Linked DNA regions of Sus scrofa: region 1 is linked to region 2. A link is a contact called in public Hi-C data. All regions are on one chromosome and are shown on one strand. The core of a region is the stretch at or near the end of the contact, and the rest is flanking DNA. Distances in the headings are between cores, read along the strand shown. Region 1 overlaps LOC106509384 (a long non-coding RNA gene). Region 2 overlaps NAT10 (RNA cytidine acetyltransferase).

Region 1 (5,438 bases), core at 2,466-4,965, 120 kb after region 2:
TTAACGAATCCGACTAGGAACCATGAGGTTGCGGGTTCGGTCCCTGCCCTTGCTCAGTGGGTTAACGATCCGGCGTTGCCGTGAGCTGTGGTGTAGGTTGCAGACGCGGCTCGGATCCCGCGTTGCTGTGCCTCTGGCGTAGGCCGGTGGCTACAGCTCCGATTCAACCCCTAGCCTGGGAACCTCCATATGCCGCGGGAGCGGCCCAAGAAATAGCAACAATAACAACAACAACAAAGACAAAGACAAAAAAAAAAAAAAAGGTGTACCTATTTTAACAATGTTGAAAATTAGTCAATAGCCTTTTCTTCAAAACAATACAAGGATCGCTCTCTCTCTCTATATATATACATATATATGTATATATATATATATTTTATAGTCACACCCGTGGCATATGGAAGTTCCCAGGCCAGGGGCTGAATTGGAGCTACAGCTTCTGGCCTATACCACAGCCACAGCAACACTAGATCTGAGCCTTGTCTGTGACCTACACAGCAGCTTGCAGCGATGCCAGATCCTTAAACCACTGAGCAAGGCCAGGAATCAAACCTGCATCCTCACAGACATTATGTTAGGTTCTTAACCTGCTGAGCCACAGTGGGAACTCCAGGACCTTAAAATATTTTAATTACAGTCACTTATCTATTTTCCAATTATTTGTTGTTTAGTATCACAGTTCTACTTTTATTTATTTATTTATTTGGTAAACTATCCTCTTTCTCTTCAATTATTATTTTTCCTAATTTATAGCCAAGAAAACTGAAGTTCAGGGAGGTCAGGTGATTGCCTACGGTCATACATCTAACAGGTGGCAAAATCCATCTAGAAGGCACCTTCATTTGGGAACGAAACATCTGTAAACTTGAATTCTCTGGGATACGCTGACCATTTTACCCTGTGGCTAATTTTTCTGTGCCCAGCTTTAAGGCCCAAAGAGTGCTATTGAGTTATCTCCAAATATCTCTCAACTGTAAACCAGATAAAAAGGGTGTTTTGCCCTTGGTTTGGCCTTAAAATTGAAAACCTATGGCTTATGCGCCTTGTGTTTTTCATGGTGTTTACAGAATCTCATTATTATCATAGAGCAGTGACAAATGACAGGTGATGTGCTGAAAGAAGATTAATGATATAACATAGAGGAGACCACTCCCTCCTTCCCCATGGAAGCTGGTTATCATACAAAGAGAGCCATCCTCGAGACGCCTAACTTGAAATTTCAGTGTATATGTCCACCCATCCATCCTTTGATACGGGACAGTTTTATGGCTAAGGTTGGAATTGTAATTGCACAAATTTCCAGCCTCCTGCTTCAGTCCTCCAATCATGCTTCTTACTAATAAGGCTGAGATCCCAATGAAACAGTTTGTGGATCGCTCAGCACCACCTATTGTTATTGTAAGAAAACGAACAAAGCCCATTGACGGTGAAGAGTGTCACGGTGTCATCTCTGTTCATGAAAGACAGCCCAATTTTCAGTGGGGGAACAAAGAGTATATTTGAGAGTGAAAGGCTGGTGAAATAGCTTGGCTGAGTAAATGCTCCTGCAGCAAAGATTATTGCCTCATCACTCAAAGGTGAAAGAACAGGAAAATAAAATGGCACAGATTGCATCCCCCAGGTAACAGATGAGAGACAGAAGAAGAATATAGTTCAAAAGCTAGCAAGCAACCACGCCGTCTTCTGCAGACCCTGAAAGAGGACATCTGGACTGATTCTGGATTGTGCAATCGAACGGAGCACTCAAGCCCCATTTAAAACACAAATCACGATACGATTTAGAGCAGTTTCAGTGGATTCAGAAAGCAACACAATCCTGGCTGGCGCAGAAAAGTGTGGAGTTAATATGAAGTATCTACTGTGTCAGACTAAACACTTTACATATATTATTAAAACATTTTTTAAAATCAGTCCTTTGAGGAAGGTTTATTAACTGAACATATGGAAGGTCAGAGACCTGAGGTGACTCCTGTAAATTCACAGAGCTAATAAGTGGGATTTGTTTGCAACCAGGTCTGTTTGGCTATCACTCCATATTGCTTTTAAGTGAGATGATGCCTGTAATTCAGCAGTTTAAAAGGGTGAAACTGTGATTAGAAGGTATTTATTCTGGATTGATTCCTTTCCCACCTCGCTGAGTCAACAGAGGAAATTTTTTTTTTTTTTTTTTGGCTTTTTAGGGCACCACCTGCAGCATATGGAGGTTCCCAGGCTAGGGGGTCTAATCAGAGCTGCAGCTGCCAGCCTACACCACAGCCATAGCAATGCCAGATCCAAGCCGCATCTGTGCCAGCACCACAGCTCATGGCAACACCAGATTCTTAACCCACTGAGCAAGGCCAGGGATCAAACCCCCAACCTCATGGTTCCTAGTTGGATTCATTTCCTCTGCGCCACAATGGGAACTCCCAAAGGAGGAATTCTGCACAGGAGTTTTTCTCTGTCTAAACTGCAGTCCTTCAGGCATCTCCTCTAGAGTCATTACCATTTAAACATAGGACTTGAGCTCCTTCTCACTATCTCAGCCTTGAAACTCTAGTCCAGTTTCAAGGGCTGCGCACTGATCTGAAAGTCAACATCTCCCTCCCTGTTCCATCCATTCACCTCCACTCTGTTGCCCCGTTGCTTTCTGCCACCTTTTACCTCCCTTTCCTGCCTGGAACAGCCTGCATGCCAGGCACAGCTTTCCTGGGTGAGGACATGATTTCTGTCCTCTGAGGCTACTTAGGCTCCACTCCACTCCTGGGACAACCTGTCTCCCACCCACTCTCACGCCGCTCCAGGGCAGTCTGCTCCCCTCCTCCCTTAAGTTTCTGACATTCAGGAGTGGAAGTGCCTGAGCAGCTCCTGTGTTGCCAGGCTCTAACCCAAGCACGGGGGTGCACATATGCTCAAGGGATCATGGGGTTGGGACAGAGACACACGGGTACACAGAGTTCTGAAGCAACGCAGTGAGTGTGGTAACACAGGTGTGCACAGGGTGTACATATCGGCATATCTGTGAGGTTGTCCTCTCCAAAGCTGAAGTGAGGATGGACAAAGGCTTCACAGAAAAGGTGGAGACTTACCTGAATCTAGAAGAATGAGTTGGAGTTTCCATATTTCCCCGCCAGCCAGGTTGCTGTGGTTATAGCGATAGTAGGCAATGGAAGCTGGAGGAGGAAAGGGAAAGGATGGGTGAGAGAGGTGAGGAGGGAACTTTAGGACTTTCCATTCCTTCTAGTCAATCCTTTAAGGTCGAGGTAAAATTATACTCCTGGAGTTCCCGTTGTTAACGAATCTGACTAGGAACCATGAGGGTGCAGGTTCAATCCCTGGCCATGCCATGCTCAGTGGGTTAAGGATCTGAGCTGTAGTGTGGGTCACAGACACGGCTCGGATCCCACGTTGCTGTGGCTCTGGCATAGGCCGGTGGCTACAGCTCGGATTAGACCCCTAGCCTGGGAACCTCCATATGCCGGGAAGCGGCCCGACAAAAAGACAGATGAGACGAAAAGAAAAATTATATTCCTGACGGGAGTTGCATTCTTCCGCGAATAGAAAGAAATTCCTTCTCTTCATTCCATTTTGTAAAAACAAAATGGCAGTGGTGGTGGGGAGATCATGTGAGTAATTATCGTTCCCATAATAAGAAGTACCTCCCCCCGCCCCCAAAGGTCTTTGCTGTGCGCTGGAGGGTTCCCTTTTGCTGGGTACAATGTTCTGGGTCAGGTCCCAGATTACATTGTTTGAGGCGCCACCTGCTGGTGAGAGGTGGAAGTGCAGAAGTCCCGTCAACCTCTCCCCAGGGGTTGATTCATCCCCCCTTTTCTTTAGGCATCTAGAATCCAGGAGCCATGACCTGTGTCTTGTAGCAAGAAGCTCACATGGTTTGATCCCATTTCCGTGGGTGGACTGCAGATAAGGGCACTGAATGTGTAGAAGCTGGTCATGGTGGGCAGTGGCCAAAGCACAGGATTAGGTCCCAGTTCTCTGCTCCTGCTATAACCCCAGTTGCTGGAGTGGAATCTCCAGCAGAGGGAAAGGGGAGGGGGAATTCTTCCAGGAAGAACCATACGGCCCTGAGGGGCTCACAGCCAAACCATCCACAGTTCTCTTTTAGTCTCCACTGGGGAGCCATGTCCACCAGAGGCCAAGCTACTCGGGGATGGTGGAGGAACCCAGATTCTCAGTAACTTTGCAAGATAACAGCAGCAGAGCTGACCTGCAGCCCAATCCTTGCGTGAGATGCTGCAGAGGCAGGGCCTTAGCTCACCAACCCAGTTTCTCACTAGCAGTTTTTCAAGGAAAGGAGATGCCTCCAGGTGATGCTCATTTGAGAGGCCCCCTGTCATTCCTAAAAGAACTGAGCCTCTAGGGTTATTCATCTTACAATACACCGGCCTTGAGGGACAGGCAGAACCAATTACAGCATCAAGCACTTCAAGGAGCCAGAATCCCCATCTCACACTCACCTTTCTGGGTTTATTGCCAAGCCTGGCTGTAAGTCCCTGGATTCAGTTTGTAATAGGGAAGAACAGTCTGACTCCATACTGGATCTGTTTCTTTAAGTTTTGTATTCTATTGCTTTTGCTGCAAGTTAATCACAAAAGGGATACATAATGGCCCTTCTCCAGGAACCCTGCCTCCCATGTCTGAGCATTAAGCTAAAATACCTTTGTTGGCTCTCAGGAAACCTCCCGATCAGGCCCACCTATGAATGACTGCAGGCGGGAAGAAATGAACACATCCCCTCCGGAGTCTGGCTTGAACAGAAAATAGTTACAACTTATTGCCTTTTTTGCTTTACCTCCTGATGTCCCCTGCTGTCCCATACAAGAAACTAACATCCAAACCAGGGCAAGATGGTTCTTTGGGACACTAGTCCACCATCTCGGTCTGCTGGCTTTCTGAATAAAGTCACTATTCCTTGCCCCAGCAACGTGTCTGCGGATTTAATGCCTTGTTCTGCAGCGAGCAGCACAAGCTTGGACTCAGTAACACATTGGACCTGTTGGCTTTTCCTACTTCTGAATCCTTTTCTGAATTGCTCACAAGTCCATGTATCTCCCTAAACCCTACTCTCAGGGAATAGGGAAAGGGACCAGCCTTTTCCCTCCCAGAAGGTCCCTGGGCTCACTCTGCAAACTCACCCCTCAACCTTCCCAGAGCCCTGTATGTGAGAAGGGGCCAATACACTCCGCTTAAACATCAGGGGCCTGGAACTTCGGGTAAGTAAGAAAGACTTGTCCTCTTCAAGGGTAATCTATACCAAATGACAGCAGAGAAAGATGAGATCGGAGGTTACCTCATTAATCTTCATGATGATCCTACGAGTCAGATGGCACCGTTATCCTCATCTTACAGGAAAGAAAGCCACATGAAGCAACCGAGTTCTCCATGGTCAGTGACAGAGCAGAGATTCAAAAGCCCCTCACACACACTGTCGGCTTGCCTTC
Region 2 (5,897 bases), core at 887-3,386:
ACGGAAACAATCCAATGTCCGTCAAGGAATGAATGAAAAAACAAATGTTTATAAACATAACAATGGAATATTATTTGACCATAAAAAGGAATAAAGCACTGATTCAAGCTACAGGGATGAACCTTGAAAACATCAGGGTAAGTAAAAGAAGGCAGTCACAAAAGACACACATTCTGACTCCATTTATATGAAGTGTCCAGAACAGGCAAATCCATAGACAGAGAAAGTTGATTAGTGGTTCCCTAGAACTGGGGGGTAGAGAAGAACTAGAGGATGATAATTAAGGGGTATGGGATTTCTTTCCAAGGCAATGAAAATGTTCTAAATTTGATTGTGGTGATGGTTGCACAACTCTGAGTATACTTAATAAACACTGAATTATACATGTTAAATGAGAAAACTACTATATGAGTTATATCTCAGTAAATCTGTTAACCATAAAGAGTATAATCTATTTAATGATTTTTAGTGTAAAACAGTCACAATAATTAATCTGTAATATAAAATTATCTCTTAAAGATGTGACTTCCATATAGAAAGCTTTCCAATATTGAAGATATGTATATATTGACCTAGAAAGATTTCACAGTATGGTCTTACATAAAAAAGCAAATTCAGGAGTTTCCTTGTGGTTCAGTGGTTATGAACCTGACTAGTATCCATGAGGAGGTGGGTTCTATCCCTGGCCTCGCTCAGTAGGTTAAGGATCTGGCGTTGCTGCAAGCTGTGGTATAGGTTACAGGTGCAGCTCAGATCCTGCATTGCCGTGGCTATGGCGCAATCAGCAACAGCAGCTCTGATTCGACCCCTAGCCTGGGAACTTCCATATGCCACAGGTGCAGCCCTAAAAACCAAAAAAAAAAAAAAGGCAGATTTAAAACAAATGCAAACTATTTAAGTTCTCATTCAAAATGAAAAAGCAAAATACGTGCACAGAAAATATACACAATTCTAACAGAAGCTGTCTCTAGATGGTCAGATGACCTCTAATTTTTCCTTTTGTTTACCTTACCTTTTGAACTTTCCTATAGAAAACAAGAACTGAATGTTTAAAAAATCTTTTAAAAAGCCCTTCAATCATAAGTCTGCTTTCTTATGATAATTATACAGTTACTTTATTTCATACGATATTTTCACATAATTCTAAGATACAAGACATTGGTACGGCCATCTATGTACTCTTTAGAACTCGATCAGGCCTACAGACAGGAGACACTTAACTGGGTTAGGAAATTCTTCAGTCTTGTGGGGACCATCCTGGTGGGCTGCGGCTCAGACCAGAAATGAGCTGCAGTTTTTTATGAAGGGGTCAGCTCCCATTTGCAGAAGGCCAAGGACAGAGTGAAGCAGCCCCAAAGAATCAAGCTTCAGCCATCAGCCCTAAGCACCCAGGCCCAGGCCATATTCCTTAAAACACAATCCAACCAGGAACAACCCGCACGGGAGCAACGGCTCCTGCCCGAGGTGTCTCACCCGTTGATGGTGGATGCCATGAAAACAAGGTAGGGGCCCAGGAGGTTCTTCACCAGGGGGAGGGGGATGGCGGCAGCTTCGTCAATCACAACAAGTTCGGCCTGGCCCAGTTTCACAGCATCGGCAGGATGTATATACTGCGGGAAAGAAACGTTTGTATCATTAGCTTGGCCAGCTACTGGCACAGCTGCGATCACCAATGTGTTGACAGAGAGGTCTCTCTTCTCTCTCTCTCCCTTTTCTTCTTTCTCTCACTCCTCCTTTCCACTTTTCCCTGCCTGTGCAAAGTTGGCATGGGCTTAGAGTCAGACACCTGGGTCCAAACGGTTTCACCAATGACTGTGTGACCCCGGGTAGGTCACATCATCTCAGAGCCTCAGATTCCTCTCCGGAAAATGGAGGAAATACCTGATGGCTGCTTGAGGAAAAAAAAAAAAAATCAGGTAAATCTGTAAAAATGCCCCACCCGGGACACAGCAGTTGACACGTGGTGCCTCCCTTCCCTTTCTCTCCTCTCTCGTCTTCTCATGCTTCTCCCCAGCCTCATTCTGGCCAGGGGGCCAGAGGCAAGCTTGGCCCCAGCAATGGCTAAAGAGGAAGAAGTCAGGGTTCTCAAGCATCCCCTACATGCTGGGTACTGTGTGTGCTGCTCTGACACTGTCAGTACAAAGGTCAAGACACACCCCCCCCCACCCCCACACTGCTGGTGGGGACACTTCTAACACTTGTTCCCTTCTTGGGAGTTCCTGTTGTGGCTCGGCAATAATGAACCTGACCAGTACCCATGAGGCTTCGGATTCAATCCCTGGCCTCACTCAGTGGTTGAAAGCTGCGGTGTAGGTCGCAAATGCGGAACCCATGTTGCTGTGGCTGCGGCGTAGGCCAGCAGCTGGAGCTCCAATTAGACCCCTAGCCTGGAAATTTTCAAATGCCATGGGTGAGGCCCTAAAAAGCAAATAAATAAGTAAACTTATTCCCTTCTCAAAGCTCACACGTCCTTATTTATGTTATTAGCTTGTCCATCTTTTTTTTTTTTTTTTTGCTTTTTAGGGCCGCACTTTAGGCATGTGGAGGTTCCCAGGCTAGGGGTCGAATCAGAGCTGTAGCAACGCCCAGGCACAGCAACAAAGGATCCAAGCTGAGTCTTCCACCTACACTACAGCTCACAGCAATGCCAGATCCTTAACCCACTGAGCAAGGACAGGGATCGAACCTCTGTGCTCATGGATGCTAGTCAAATTCGTTAACCACTTAGCCACGACGGGAACTCTCTAGCTTGGCCATCTAATGTCACAAACTTGCCATGAGCTAGCTTGGCACCCTTAGGCCAAAGAGCTGGCATACAAACAATGCTTTCAGTTTCTTTAGAGGTTCCTGCTATTTTGAAACTTTGCAAAAGGCCATGAAAAGGTATTTTACAGAAAAGGAAACCTAAACAGCCGATTACCATAAAGGTACTCAACCTCACTGGTAATCAGCGCAAAATGAAGACAATAAGGAGATCTCATTTCACACGCAGACAAGCAACACTTAAACAGCAGTAAAACAGCCAGTGTTCATAGGATGGGGGGGATATAAAAACCTGAGAAAGGATTGAGGTGAAAGTAAATCTGTACAAACACTTTAAAGGAGAATTTGGAAAAAATCCAAGAAAGCTGGAAATCTACACAAACCCTAAAACCTAACAATTCCAATTCTTGAAACATAAATAAATTGTAATGTACTTCAAACAGTGCTTAAAAACGAGTCAACCAGACCTATACACTTCAATCTGGACAAATCCTGAGAACAAATGTTGAGTGAACAAAGACAGGCTCAAAAAGGACAAGTATAGTACGTTAACATCGATGGTTTCATAATCATGTAATGAAACAGAAACAGGTGAATTGAAAGCAAACACACCATTCTCAGAGAGGAGTTTGCTGTGCGGACGGACAGAAGGGAATGGCTGGGGAAGGGTACAAGAGGAACTTCAACTGTGCCTGCGAGGTTTCAGATTTTTACAACAAAAATATAAACGGCTTTTTAAAATATGAAACAGGAGTTCCCATCGTGGTGCAGCAGAAATGAATCCGACTAGGAACCATAAGGTTGTGGGTTCGGTGGGTTAAGGATCCAGTGTTGCTGTGAGCTGTGGTATATCGGTTGCAAACTCAGCTCGGATCCTGGGTTGCTGTGGCTGTGGTGTAGGCCAGCAGCTGTAGCTCCAATTTGACCCCTAGCTTGGGAACTTCCATATGCAGCGAGTGCAGCCTTAAAAAAAAAAAAAAAAAAAAAAAAGATGAAAATCCCCCCACCCTCGGAAAATATGAAACAAACACAGCAAACAGCGAGACATCAGCGTTTCTTAAGCCTGAGGTCTGGGCATTTGAGTGTTATTTTATACTGGTCTCTGTGCTTTCCTGCAGTTTATAAGTACTTCATTACAAAAAAGGGTTTTTTTTGTTTTTTTGTTTTTTTTTTTTTTAATGTTTTTAGGGCCATACCCATGGCATATGGAGGTTCCCAGGCTAGGGCCACAGCAACACGAGATCTGAGCAGCATCTGTGACCTACACCACAGCTCATGGCAACACCAGATCCTTAACCCACCGACTGAGGGCAGGAATCAAACCTGCATCCTCATGGATACTAGTCAGATTTGTTCCTGCTGAGCCATGATGGGAGCTCCACAAATAAGATTTTTAAACTGCTTTGCTAGAAGTTGCTCAATCAAAGAGGCAGAGACCCCACTCATTTGCACCAGCAGGATACATGTCCTCAATGGGGCCCCGTGTCTTGGATTCTTATGGAGAAAAACTAAACAAGCACCTCATAAAAGCAGCAGAAAGCAGGCCCCTGGAGAGGCATGGCCGACATTAATATTCCTCTATTTCTCAATTTCCAGCAAGAAAGAAGATGCCTCAAAGGGGCACAAATGTAGCCTCATAAAGTCAGGTCACCTCTTCTGCACTTAAAGTCCAGTCTGGAGACAAAATGACTCCAGTAATAGGAGAGGGTCTGTGATGACAGATCCAAGAAGTAGCAAGTGCTGAGCCAAGCGTTTCGGGGAAACGTTTTCCTTCTTTGGTTTGTGTGTTTTTCTTGAGCTGTAACAGATCTCCGTGTTCACCGCCTGCAGCCTGCCCCCCAGCCCACCCTACCCAACACCAGCCTTTCCTCCTCTCCGCTGAGGGAAGCAGGCAAAGGCAGGAAGAAATATACAGAATGAAGAGGGTCTAGAAAAAGACCCAGCAAGAAAAAAATTAAGATCCTTGAGGGAAAAGGCATAAATACTTACCATTCCTTACAACCTTGATCTCTGATAAAAGCTATACCCCCCGACAGGCATATACATGTGCCTCACGGGCATAAAGGTCAAGGGCATAAACCGCCAAGTTTACCTGGCCCACTTCCTGCCCCAACCCAACCTCAAAAATAATCAATAAAGCTGCTCCATTAGGAGCCCACGGGTCTCCGTCTCTTCTGTAAGCCCGTCACGATTTAACAAAATTGCAGCTTTTGGACAAGTAGAGACCATTCAGGCTCACAGAGCACTGGAGATTTATAGAGCTTTCAGGGAGATGCTGTTTAAAAAGGAAACTAGGCCACTGGCTAAACCACAAATATTCAGAGTACATGTAACAAAGTCCTTTTTTTCTTTTAAATGGTGAGGTTACTGTTCTAGTCACAGATGCATCATTTCCAAACCTGCTGTAACTGAGCAAAATTAGAAATGACGTCAGAAAAAGTGATTATGTTTCCCTCAGCCCATCAGCACACTTACGATCCTACCCGCTCCATTTCTCAGGGGACAAAACTACACCTTCCCAATCTGGCTACATACATTTGTTAGGCTGCTTGAACATCATTCTTTAGAGGAGGCTGAAAACCTGGAACATGTTTACCATAAAACCACAACACTATCTAAAAGACACCATAAAACCACAACACTATCTAAAGTACACAGCGCAGAAAGCAACTACAAAAGCAGAGACCTTAAGAGTATTTATCCACGGCAGGATACTGGCCCTAAGCGGCAGGGTTTTAGACCAAGCCTCACCTGAATGGTCTGCCTGTGTTCCCGAAATACGTTCACTCTGATCACCGCTTTATTAAATTCAGGATTTAGAGACTGAATGATCTCATAATCCAGATGCTCCTGATGGGAAAAGAGCCAAACCAATGACAACTATTAGAAACAAGTTTCAGAAACTGAGTGTTAAGAAAGCTGGTGTTCTCAGGACTTCCCCTGGATTGACACTCAGCCTGGAATCACAATAAACTCTTATTCCAATCTCCTACCTGATATTGCAGAGCATCAAATCCTTTAAACACAAATTCAAACAGCGTGTGGAGGTTATCCGGGCTCGGTGAGGTAACAAAGATATTGGAGTACCTGTTGAACCAAAGAGGGTTTTTTTAAAGTCATCGGAAATCTAAGAA

What was found. Hi-C and Micro-C count contacts between places; a contact is called where the count stands out from the background.
Region 1: a contact with region 2 is called in a Hi-C map of alveolar macrophages, with 3 times the contacts expected there. The contact joins two enhancer-like sites. A contact is called at or near these places in 1 of 5 promoter capture datasets (fetal liver) and 5 of 47 Hi-C or Micro-C datasets (alveolar macrophages, blood, embryonic fibroblasts and 1 more).

Annotation. Positions count from the first base shown.
Region 1 is chr2:26,924,251-26,929,688 of Sscrofa11.1, forward strand. LOC106509384 (a long non-coding RNA gene) reads right to left here. Exons shown (of 6, transcript XR_002341524.1): 4 at 5,288-5,438; 5 at 4,455-4,572; 6 at 2,320-3,152. Among named protein-coding and RNA genes, the nearest start is that of CAPRIN1, 52 kb to the left of the region's middle. Within about 2 kb of position 3,716, at least 3 of the 83 cell types and tissues checked have an H3K27ac peak or open chromatin away from gene starts, as enhancers often do. A contact at or near this core is called in alveolar macrophages, where this site is marked.
Region 2 is chr2:26,805,230-26,811,126 of Sscrofa11.1, forward strand. It overlaps NAT10 (RNA cytidine acetyltransferase), which reads right to left. Exons shown (of 29, transcript XM_003122875.5): 10 at 5,757-5,850; 11 at 5,515-5,613; 12 at 1,474-1,610. Among named protein-coding and RNA genes, the nearest start is that of NAT10, 19 kb to the right of the region's middle. Within about 2 kb of position 2,137, at least 1 of the 83 cell types and tissues checked has an H3K27ac peak or open chromatin away from gene starts, as enhancers often do. A contact at or near this core is called in alveolar macrophages, where this site is marked.